Linked DNA regions of Anas platyrhynchos: all the other regions are linked to region 1. The links are chromatin contacts, called in public Hi-C maps. All regions are on one chromosome and are shown on one strand. The core of a region is the stretch at or near the end of the contact, and the rest is flanking DNA. Distances in the headings are between cores, read along the strand shown.

Region 1 (3,436 bases), core at 298-2,797:
TCTGTCTCATTTGTGGGGAAGCCATGGGGGTAGCAGGAGGCAGCGTGTCTGACGGCTCCTGCTGGGAAGGAAGGAGGACGTTGTACGGCTGCTGAAAGCCTGGATCAGCCGTATCCTTACAGATCCCCAGCCACAGGTCAGGTTAGCTCTCAGCTTGCAGCAGCCAGCAGGAAAGTGAGCCGGGCACTAGTGCTGAGTAGCAGCTCCAAACTGGGCTGCCTGCCATCGCTGGGGGCACAGCCTGGCTCCTCAGATGGAGCTCACACCGAGCGGTGCTGAGCCAGGCTGAAGCAGAAAGCAATGCAGCAATAGGTGGAGCACTGGGTTTTCCTGGGGCGTCACGAATACCACTAGGTACAGCTGTCCGAGATATCACCACCTGCATGTGAGCTGCAAGTTCACTGAAATATTAGGCAGCTGAAGGACAAAGGTGGTGTGTGTGTATCGTTTGGCTGTGGACTTTGAAGGTGCTGAAAGGATGACTGGCAGGTCTTATGCCCTAGGAGGTGTTGTTTTAATTAAAATAACTGAAATTTCCATGAGATGCACAAAGACAGACTACTCAAAAGGACTCAAGATACTATAAAAACAACTGCACATTCACAGGGAGATGGCATTAGATGACTGATTATTATTTTAATGTCCAATTTCTATGTTTAAGTAGGGCCATGAATGCCTAATTTAATATTAAAGATATTTTCATTCACATTCAGGGCTTAATTTGAAGCGCTATTGAGGGGTAACATTTAAATGAACCACCCTCCAGAAGGTGAACACAAATTTTAATAAATCAGCTTTGAAAGAAGGCGTCATCTCTCAGCAACCATGTTTTCCAACAAAAAAAATAAAAATCAGAGGTAATGGTCCAGACTTCTAAGTCAAGCCTTTGCCTACACCTGTGCCCTCAAAACTAGATTGCTTTGCTGCCCAGGCTGTGAGCTTCTGAGCATGGGCTCAGGCATGGGTGAAATTCAGCCCTTCAGGCACACAGGTATGCAACATGACTGGTGGATGAGTGGCAGACACTCACACAAGTCCATAGGGTGGTTCACATGTCAGTCCTGTAAAATGCAGCCAAAAGCATAATGCATCACTCCAAAAGTATTTCCTCTAAGAAATACTTTTTTTTTTTTTTTTTTTTAAGAGCAAAGCTGACCCAGGCTGTACACAGTCACCCTTCACAAGAAATGCTTACAACGTTCTTAGATTCTCAGCTCAGTTACTTCTGCACACATCTGATGGAACAGATCCTGTGGAACAATGCCATGAGGCCAAGTCTAGTTTTATTAGATTTCGCTATTTAAAAAAAACAAACAAAAAAACAACACCCTAATATTATTTTAAGCAATGAAAAGCAGGAGCGGCATCCACTTTAAGGGGATATATTTTGCTATGACTTTTACCCCTGACCTTTTCCTGCACAGCATGTTTCATCCTCATGGCCCGAGCACAACTGGTGCTAGCGACTCAAGCTGTCACATCCACGTAAAAGGAGGAAGCAAAGCTGGCATTATGCAACTCGCTGCTTATTCACAGAGTGAATGTGAGTAAAGACAAATCCATGAAGTATGTGGCAGCCTCAAGGACTGCATCCTTCAGAGCACATTAGTTGTCTGGTTCCCCTCCACATGACCAAAAGCATGCTGTTAGTGTTCAGAAAGCTCCAGCACAATATGGTTTATAACAACTCATCTATGAAAAATGGGGACCAAAAAGCTGTCTTTTTTTAAAAAAAAATAAAATAATGTTATCCATCCCATAAGAAGAACATTCTTAAAGGCTTGAAAAATCAAGTCATAAAGTAGGAAGACTGAATTTTAAATTAAACTTATACATTACTTATCATCTCTAAAAAGGCAGGCAGATGATAAGAAGTATGGCAAATGCAGAAATCCGTATTTTTAGCAACATTTCTTTACATATTGTATTGCAAAATAGCCTTCCAAATTCTAATAGAAATCACCATGACTTACTTTACTCTAGTAAAGAAAAATAGAGTCTAGAGAAAACACTGCTTCCATGGCTTATAGCTTTTAGAAATTACCTGCCAAGTGTGTAATTTTAAAGTGATTGTCTTCCATTAGAGCTACAATAAACAGCATGGTAGAAAATTCAATCTGATTAGCTTTTCTAATGAGCTGCAGGAGGTTGCGGAGGCCAGAGCAGAAGAATCTTAAACATTTCATCACTGATTACAAACCTGCCTCTGAATTAATCAGATAATGAAGTGCATGGATTTAAGGAACCTAATGCTGATCAACAAATTATCAGTGATCCTTGCAGATTTTTGGCAGGCTAAACTCTTTTTTTCCCCTAAGATTTCCTAAATCACCAAGGTTACAAAAATCATGTACTATGTATGTAGCTTTCTCTGCAGTGACCAGCAGATGCAAACTTTATAATTTACAGAGCTATTTAATTTACTCACAACCTGTTCAATTTCCTTTCGGTCTCCAGGAGGGCTGTTGGTATCACAGGTGAAATTTAATTGAGACAGCAGCAATTAAGAAGATAAGATAAATCCAAACCTCTTTTAAGTACAGTTTCACTGGAAAAAAGGAAGCTCTTACTCTGTAAATGAGAGCAGAAAGGGTTTCAGGTATTGCTAGTGCACATTGTGCAAATCCAGATTTCTAAACAGAAACTAGCCCTGTCAGTAGAACTACTTACCACAGTGAGCATTCAAACTATGCTCGGGCTGACCTGCTGTTGTCTGTGCTGCTGCTGCATTCCTCTCCAGCCAATTCTTTCCCTTCTGTTTTGCTGGAGTTTAATCGTGCGCTTCCATTTTGCAACAGAAAAACTGGCTGTAGGACCCCAAAGCAGTTGTATCTACTGAGGCAAAAGAACACAACAAATCAGTGCCACTGGTACTCAGTATTTAAATTTCAGCAACCCCAGTGCTCTCTGTAAGCACGTGTAACACCTCATGGTTCGTACTTCTTGTGAGACCTTGAGCTAGGTCTGAGGCACAGGGAGAAACAGATTCACTTGCTGTTTCTTCTGAGTTGTGGAATACTTTGCTCTTGGGATTTATTTTCATTTTCTGCTTAGTCACCAACTTAATACTTAATGAAAGATCAAAGCCATCACCGTTAAAATCTAATATACTGCTCTTGGCTACTGCCAAAATCAGGGTATGGACTAGATAGACCCTTGCTCTGATCCACTATGGCAGGTCTTATGTTCTTATTATGACTTAAAATTTACTTTCCCCAAAGGGATGTGCTTGTAGAAGTACATCTGTCAAGTGATTCATGAGAAGTGGACATAAAAGAGAACTGAATATGACTAACTGAATACATTAAAAAATTTAAACAAGTATTCCTGGCAAATGAATACTTGAAAGATCTTACGTAAAAACCCTGAGTAACAACTTGAATTTGTCACTGCTGTAGTATCTGTTTTACACTTTAAATAGTTGCACCTTTAATCA
Region 2 (3,363 bases), core at 782-3,281, 180 kb after region 1:
AGGATAGTTTATGCCAGGTTTCAACGAAATGAAAAATGCACTCATCACAGAGGCAAAAATGTAAGTTAGAATTTATAAGGCAACTAACCCCTAAGCACAAGGGCCATCCTTTGAAGCACAACCCAAAAACCCACAGAAATTGCAACAAACTTATCTGAGTACATCTGGTTCACCTAACCCATCTGCAGCCCTGGGAAAGAACCCCATTGCCAAAAATGGCTGAAACCTTATCCTTATAGCCTACAGGGGTTCAGATAATTATATCTGACATGAAAACTTGTAGCACATACAAAAAAAAAAAATGGAGGGGGAAGAAAAGGTCAACTGTATAAAGATGCAATCACTGTAGAAGGGGCCAAGTTACAGCATGGTGAGCTGTTTAAACAGCCAAGATAAATAAGACACAATTAGGGTTACATTGGCTCACCCTTTTGAGATCCCATATGTGGGCGTATGAACCTTAGAAAAAAGGGGCCAAGTTATCAAGACTTGCTGCTTATTTAACTTGGCCCATTCCGAGGCTCTGCTTGTACTAACTTCATCCCATCTTTGCAGCAAACATCCCATTTCCAATATTTTTGTACTTGTTAAGTGCTTTGTGATCACATATCTCTTCTTTTTATTGTTTTCATTAGAAAGAGAAAAGTGCTGAGAAAGGGAAGAGAATCTGAACTCAGGGCTTCCTACACCAAAGTCAGCAAACCTTATCCCTTTGTGCCACTCAGCCTACGGTCTTTGGTCAAAAATGAAAGCACAAGAATTTCCAGCATGTTTAATTACCAACCACAGGGAGCCTGGTACAGCCCCGCAGGGGGAATAACAGCATTCTGAAACTGGCAAAGGAAAACTGACTGAAAACATTCTGTGGAAGGGCCACGGAGTTGAAGCCCACTTCTGGAAGGATGCAGAATTTCATGGGAATGGGATGTTGGCACTTAAAGCCTGGCTCCTGCAGAGCTGCCCAGCCCCGTGCCTTGAGATCAGCATTCCCCAGCCTCTGCAGATATTCAGAGCTGTATTTTTACATAGTTACCACACTGAAAGGTGCTTGTAGGCAGCAGTAAGGTTAATACAGAACACTTACAGCTGTGCCCAGTTCAAGGCACTGTAAAAACAGTCAAGCTCTGGTTACGTATTTATGTAGTTGTTAACATCATGGTATCTGAGATCCTTCTTGCTATTTCACCAACACCACACCTCTGGCAAAAGGCAGGAGGATGACTCCATCTCTTACTTTCACCCCTGTGCCACTCCACGGAGGCATAGGAACCATGTCTGGAAACCTTTGAAGTGTCCTCATTAACATGTGAAACAGCACCCAGTTACCTGATGGTGGGAGCACCCTGGTGACAACCGTCTGGGGCACAGATCACAGGGCAGGAGGGCGACCACGGCAATATAATGTAAATACGGAGCTGTGTCCTAGCTGCAGGGGAAAAGAGGGAAGAATCAGTGGTGCAAATCTTTCGCTTAGGGTATCAGATTTGACAAGTCTGTTACAGCCCTGCACCGAGCAGCGGGATGAGATTGCCTTACTACAGGCACACCGCAAGTCTGCCAAGAGCAGCCCCACAAGGGCTGCAGCAACGTGCTGCTGTGGAGCCCTGGAGGGTGAGCAGTATTGCAGGTGTTCTCCTTTTGGTAAGAAAATTGCATGTTGCCTTTCAGCGAGGTTCGCTGATGTAGAAAGATGGCTGTTTTATGGAAGAGCGAATCTGCCTCTCTCTAGAATTCCCTGTCCCCTTAACTCCGCTCGGTGGTCTTGCTCCTTCACCAGGTCTGTGCCTCCGCACCCCATTTCAAGCAGCTGCCCCCCAGTGCACTCTAGGGGGCACCAGAGGCCTCCCAGTGCACCCTACAGGCTCCAAGGGCTTCCCCTGTAATTTAGTGTCCCCGTGGAGACCTCACAGTGCCCCGAAGAAACTCTCCAAGGCTCTGTAGAGGCCGCCCAGGCTCCGCAGTGCCTCTGGTAACCCCTGCAGGCTTCCCAGGAGCCCCAGTGCACTCTAGAGAGCACTGGAGGGCTCCCAGTGCAACCTAGAGTCTTCCAGGGCCTCCTGGTGGAGTTTAGCAGAACCTGAAAGTCTCCCAGTGCCCCCAGGTGTACTCCAGTGCCACCTGGAGACCTCAAAGAGCTCTCAGTGTGCTCGAGGGCACACGAGGGCTCCCAGAGCACTCAAGCACCAGCTGGATGCCTCACCGGGCTCTCCACTGCCCTCTAGGGTGCCGTAAATGCCTCCCAGTTCACACTAGAGGCCGCCAGTCGCCCTCCGCTCCACCCTAGATCCTCTGCAGGGCCACCCAGCGCACTCTCGGATGCCCTAGGAGCCTCCACCTGCAGCCGAGACCTCCCAGCGCTCCCCAGTGCACTCTAGGGCACACTCCAGGACTCCCAGGGCCCAGCCGTGTGGTCTAACACCAGCTGGAGGCCTTGCAAGGCTCTGCAGTGTCCTCCAGAGCGTCCTAAAGGCCTTCCAGCGCTCACTGCATGCCTCCCACGAATCTCCGATCTGACCTAAAGACTGTGTGTGTCTATGAGGGCCTCCAGCCCGCTCCAGCACCCCCAAAAGACTCAAAATGGCCCCTAGTGTAGTCTAGCATCCACTAGAGGCCTCCCAGTGCAGCCTACAAGCATCCTGAGATCTTGCAGTGCACTCTAGTGTCCCCTGGATGCCTCGCAGGGCCTGCCAGTGCCCTCTAATACTTCCAAACTCCTCTCAGCACGACCCAGATTGCTATGGCATACTGTACAGACAAACCAGGGACTCCCAGCGTACTTTAGCGATACCTAGGGGTGCCCAGTGTACCCTAGAGATGCTCAAGAAACCCCAGCGTAGTGTGGAAAACACTGAAATGAGCCTAAGCTGTGCTGCAATACTACTCGCAACAGCACTCTGTGCTTTCATTCTCTCCAAACCCTGACCCTAACGGTAAGAATTACCCTAAACCAACATGCGCCTCACCAAAGTCTCCCATGAAATAGTGCTCACGACAGAAGCCTGTCAGTAGACCTCAACTTCTGAAGATGATGAGATTCTACATGCTTACATGGGGAGAACCTGAATTTATCAGTTACTAGTGACATATGGATGACGACAAGTCAGCTCCTGCAAACCAGCAATAAAAATTAACTTCTGCAAAATCCAGAGCAGCCAAGAAGACTGGATGCCAATGCAGGATGACGCATTTGGAGACACCCTGTTTTGACCAGTAATGAAACAAACGGAAAAACAAACAAACAAACAAACAAACAAAACCAACCTGATTTTCAAGAAGAGCTGAAAACAAGCTTAGGAAGGCAATTCCTGTTCCGATCAGTTTTACAAACCTATGACCTGTAAGACTCCAGCAGTGACACTAAAA
Region 3 (3,491 bases), core at 828-3,327, 210 kb after region 1:
GTCAAAAACGTCCGCAGCTGAATATGCCCGAATACAAACTGCCAGGCTCTTGAGCAATTTCGTATCTGATATTCAGGTACCTCACTAGCTCTACCACTCGGTGCCTGCCGTGACAGATATGTCACCACTAAAGGTCACGGCAAGGTTTTCCCCGCCAGTGTTCCTCACCTTACAGGAAAGGCAGATTTGTTTCTCTATTCAATTGTTTGGTTCGTGTGTCCCAGGTACTATCGCTTGTTTCACAGTGCCCTCTACTGCCCAGCCCACACGGCTGTGAGGCTATAGGTAATGTGCCGAGAAATCAGTAGGATCTTTGTGGGGACAGACAGCACTCAGCACCACACAGCTTCGTGTCAGCTCAGAGGCCCCGTGCTAGTGCTGAGATCTGAGTTCAGCATCTGGTCCCTGCCAGAGCTCTAAGTGCGGCGGGCTCAGAAAGCACTGCCACATGCCAGGGATGCACAGCTGATTGATTTTCAGGTCTGTGTTCAGCTTCTGGAGGAACTGTATTTCAGCTCACAACCCACACCTCCCAAAGCCCTTGCCCTGTTCTGATTGCTCCTATCTGCGATAGAACAGACAGCAGACACCCCTTGTACTAGCACTGCTGAGACCCCTCCTTTGCAGCCACAGCTGGCAGCTTTACTCTTCACTGCTACTCAGCCCATGTCATCTGAGTAAAGAGTAACTCCCATCTGCCAGGGAAAACAGGAAAGCTGACTTTCATCCTGACCTGGCACAAAACCTGGAACCAGGATTCCTTTTGGTCGTGGGGGTCCTCTGGAAACTTCACTGGAAGTTTCTGTCTAGGTGGTAAGAGATCAGATATTCCAGGTTTCTACTGGCATACCACCTCTACTGCTTGGCAAAGCTGTTTAGTCAGTCAGGTATCCTAATAGCTCCAAGAATCCCCACCCTTACCAATAATTTTTCTGCCCTGTGTATGGGGAGCAACATGTCCAAGCTGGTACAGGCAGCCAGGCCTGACACTAAGATTAGTTTCTGACCCTCAGTGCCAGAATATAAAGCATTCAGAATAAAGATGTTCCTGCAAATCTGTTACTTACCTAAGTTATCAAAGTTCTTTCAAGCCCCACACCCATAGGTCACTCTGTTAGATCGCTCACTCGTGCACACTTGGCTACCACACATGCACTGCACTGCGCGAGGAACAGCCCTGCAATACGTACAGGATTCACTGTGCAAGTCAGGTGTTGTGAAGCAGTTAAATCTGTGTGCCTAAGAGTAATGCAATGCTCTCTGTAAAGGAAAAGAGTTCACATGTGGGCATGCGAAAACACACAGTTTTCAGCAACAAGCATCTTAAAAAGCTTGGGTGTAATAATTGTAAGCAAGTCTCACACAGAGAAAGGGAACTTCATGATACCAATACAGGATTTTGTCTCTTCTGTTATCCAGAGACAGATTTCTGAGGCATCACTCTGATACCACGACAAGGATGAAATTCCTCAGAGAGCTATAGACTCACCCTTCTCATGTCAGGATCATGGTTACCACCCCATGCATCCACTCCTAAGCAGTACATGCAACTGGGACTGTCTCCTAGATTTGCTAAGTTTAGACATTTTTACCCCATGGCAAAAGCACAATTTGGCCAGGCTTGCCATGGCAATGATGAGACAACTTGCTTAAGAACAGAAGAGGGTGCATCCCTCGATGTTCACCTGTCACCAGTGAGGGATTTTTCATTCACAAAGGGGTACGAAAGGTGGTCAGAGTGTATAACAGAAGGTATGGGCACTTATACCCAGATTCCCAATTCCCTTTTGGTTCCCTGGCTTCCCTTGGGAAGAGATACCTGAACGCAGTCAGGTAGGTAACTCTCCTTCAGAGAGCTGCCAGCCGTCGTTGCCATGCACACTGCCAGCATGCATGACTACTGAGATTACTTCTCTGTGTCACTGTGTCATCCTCCTTGTGCTCTGCAACAGCCCTGTTCTGCTCCTTCCTGCCAGGGACGTACAGCCAGGAAGACAACAAGCAAACACAGCTACACAGTGTTCATAAACCTTAACACGAGCGTGTTCTCACTTTGCTGCTTCTGTAACAAGTACCAAGGATAACCACAGCAGCACTGACCTTGAGTTGATATGTTAGAATAACAAGACTAACAGAAACACTACCACTGATACTGCATGAAAAACAAAACAAAACAAAACAAAACAAAAAAGCACAAAAGCATCACCTAGAACTACAAAGCTCTAGCAATAAGGCTGCTGCAGTTGCAGTAGCCCATCAGAAACAGTCCCTTTGGGGAGGTCATGTTATTTAATAAACCAGTTGATGCCAGTACTGCATATATCACAGCTCATCTGCTTTTGCCAGCTAAGTAGCTTACCTAATAAATATACTTTGTCATGTTACAAATTTTGCTTCTTTACTATTGCAAACCCCATGACCACCCAAATGCAGAACTATGACAAAAGCAGACACAAAAACAAACAAATAAACCAGACACAACAAATGAGCCCACCACTGACACGGGGTAGGTAACAGCTTGGGGTAGGTCTCCTTCCCACAAGGCTCGGAAACTAACGCAGCACCCCCAAACTTGATTTCAATCTGCTTTCACTAACAAGGTTGGCAGAGAGCCTTTATCTAGAAACAATCCCACGTTTTTTCCTTGAGCATGCCACATGCTGCCCAACCTATTTTAGTCCTGGTACATGACAAGCAGAAATGCCGCGTTGTAACACTGGGCAGCACAGGGTGATCTTTTTCATAAGGTCAGACAGTTATTAATCATGCCTTTAAATTGTATCTGCATCCAAGACAAATCATTTTACTTACTGTTCTTTTTCCACAGTGTTCATTTGGAACCAAAGGGAACCAATGGGCATATTTAAGGTAAAAAGGAAAAACAGTGTTAACTAAACTGCTTTGTCAGCAACAAACCTTCATTCCCTTCCCACCCTCTCTCCTCCCAGCCCATCCCACAGAGGAATCTAGCTTCTCTTCCCATGTTTGACCATTCCATTGGCTCCTCCACTGAGTTGTTCCCGTTCTCTGCCCACATCAGCGCCAGCGCAATGCAGCATGTGCTAGATGTCCGCAGGGGGTCCCACGACCCTGAGCACCAGCCAGAACATCACAGACACATCGCACTAATGGAGCTGGATTGCTGTGCTTCAGTCTCTAACGCACATAATGAGATTAGCATTTGAATAGTGCTGATCAAGTTACCAGTAGCATTGAACCTGGGGTCCATCAGATGCAAATGAGCCACTATAAATTTTGCTCCTTTCTTAAGGGCTCTTTATATTCACAGCCAATGCAGAAAGAACTGCAGTAGGTATGGACAGGGAAATCTGTCTCTCACTGTGACCTGGATTTCTGACAGTGGAGAAGTGACGGGAGCATCGTTGCTGAAAGATATTTTTTGACAGAGTGCAAGCATTTTTCCCTCCCTCTTTTTGATGCTTCCTTTCTGCCAGGGCTGTGGAGGCATTACAGCATATGCTGATATAACA

What was found. Hi-C and Micro-C count contacts between places; a contact is called where the count stands out from the background.
Region 2: a contact with region 1 is called in a Hi-C map of subcutaneous adipose tissue, with 1.7 times the contacts expected there. The contact joins two enhancer-like sites. A contact is called at or near these places in 2 of 8 Hi-C or Micro-C datasets (liver and subcutaneous adipose tissue).
Region 3: a contact with region 1 is called in a Hi-C map of skeletal muscle, with 2.7 times the contacts expected there. The contact joins two enhancer-like sites. A contact is called at or near these places in 2 of 8 Hi-C or Micro-C datasets (skeletal muscle and subcutaneous adipose tissue).

The regions. Positions count from the first base shown.
Region 1 is chr16:9,923,977-9,927,412 of IASCAAS_PekinDuck_T2T, reverse strand. No RefSeq gene overlaps it. Among named protein-coding and RNA genes, the nearest start is that of UBE2L3, 11 kb to the left of the region's middle. Within about 2 kb of position 1,547, at least 2 of the 8 cell types and tissues checked have an H3K27ac peak or open chromatin away from gene starts, as enhancers often do.
Region 2 is chr16:9,743,044-9,746,406 of IASCAAS_PekinDuck_T2T, reverse strand. No RefSeq gene overlaps it. Among named protein-coding and RNA genes, the nearest start is that of SERPIND1, 63 kb to the right of the region's middle. Within about 2 kb of position 2,031, at least 1 of the 8 cell types and tissues checked has an H3K27ac peak or open chromatin away from gene starts, as enhancers often do.
Region 3 is chr16:9,713,482-9,716,972 of IASCAAS_PekinDuck_T2T, reverse strand. No RefSeq gene overlaps it. Among named protein-coding and RNA genes, the nearest start is that of SERPIND1, 33 kb to the right of the region's middle. Within about 2 kb of position 2,077, at least 3 of the 8 cell types and tissues checked have an H3K27ac peak or open chromatin away from gene starts, as enhancers often do.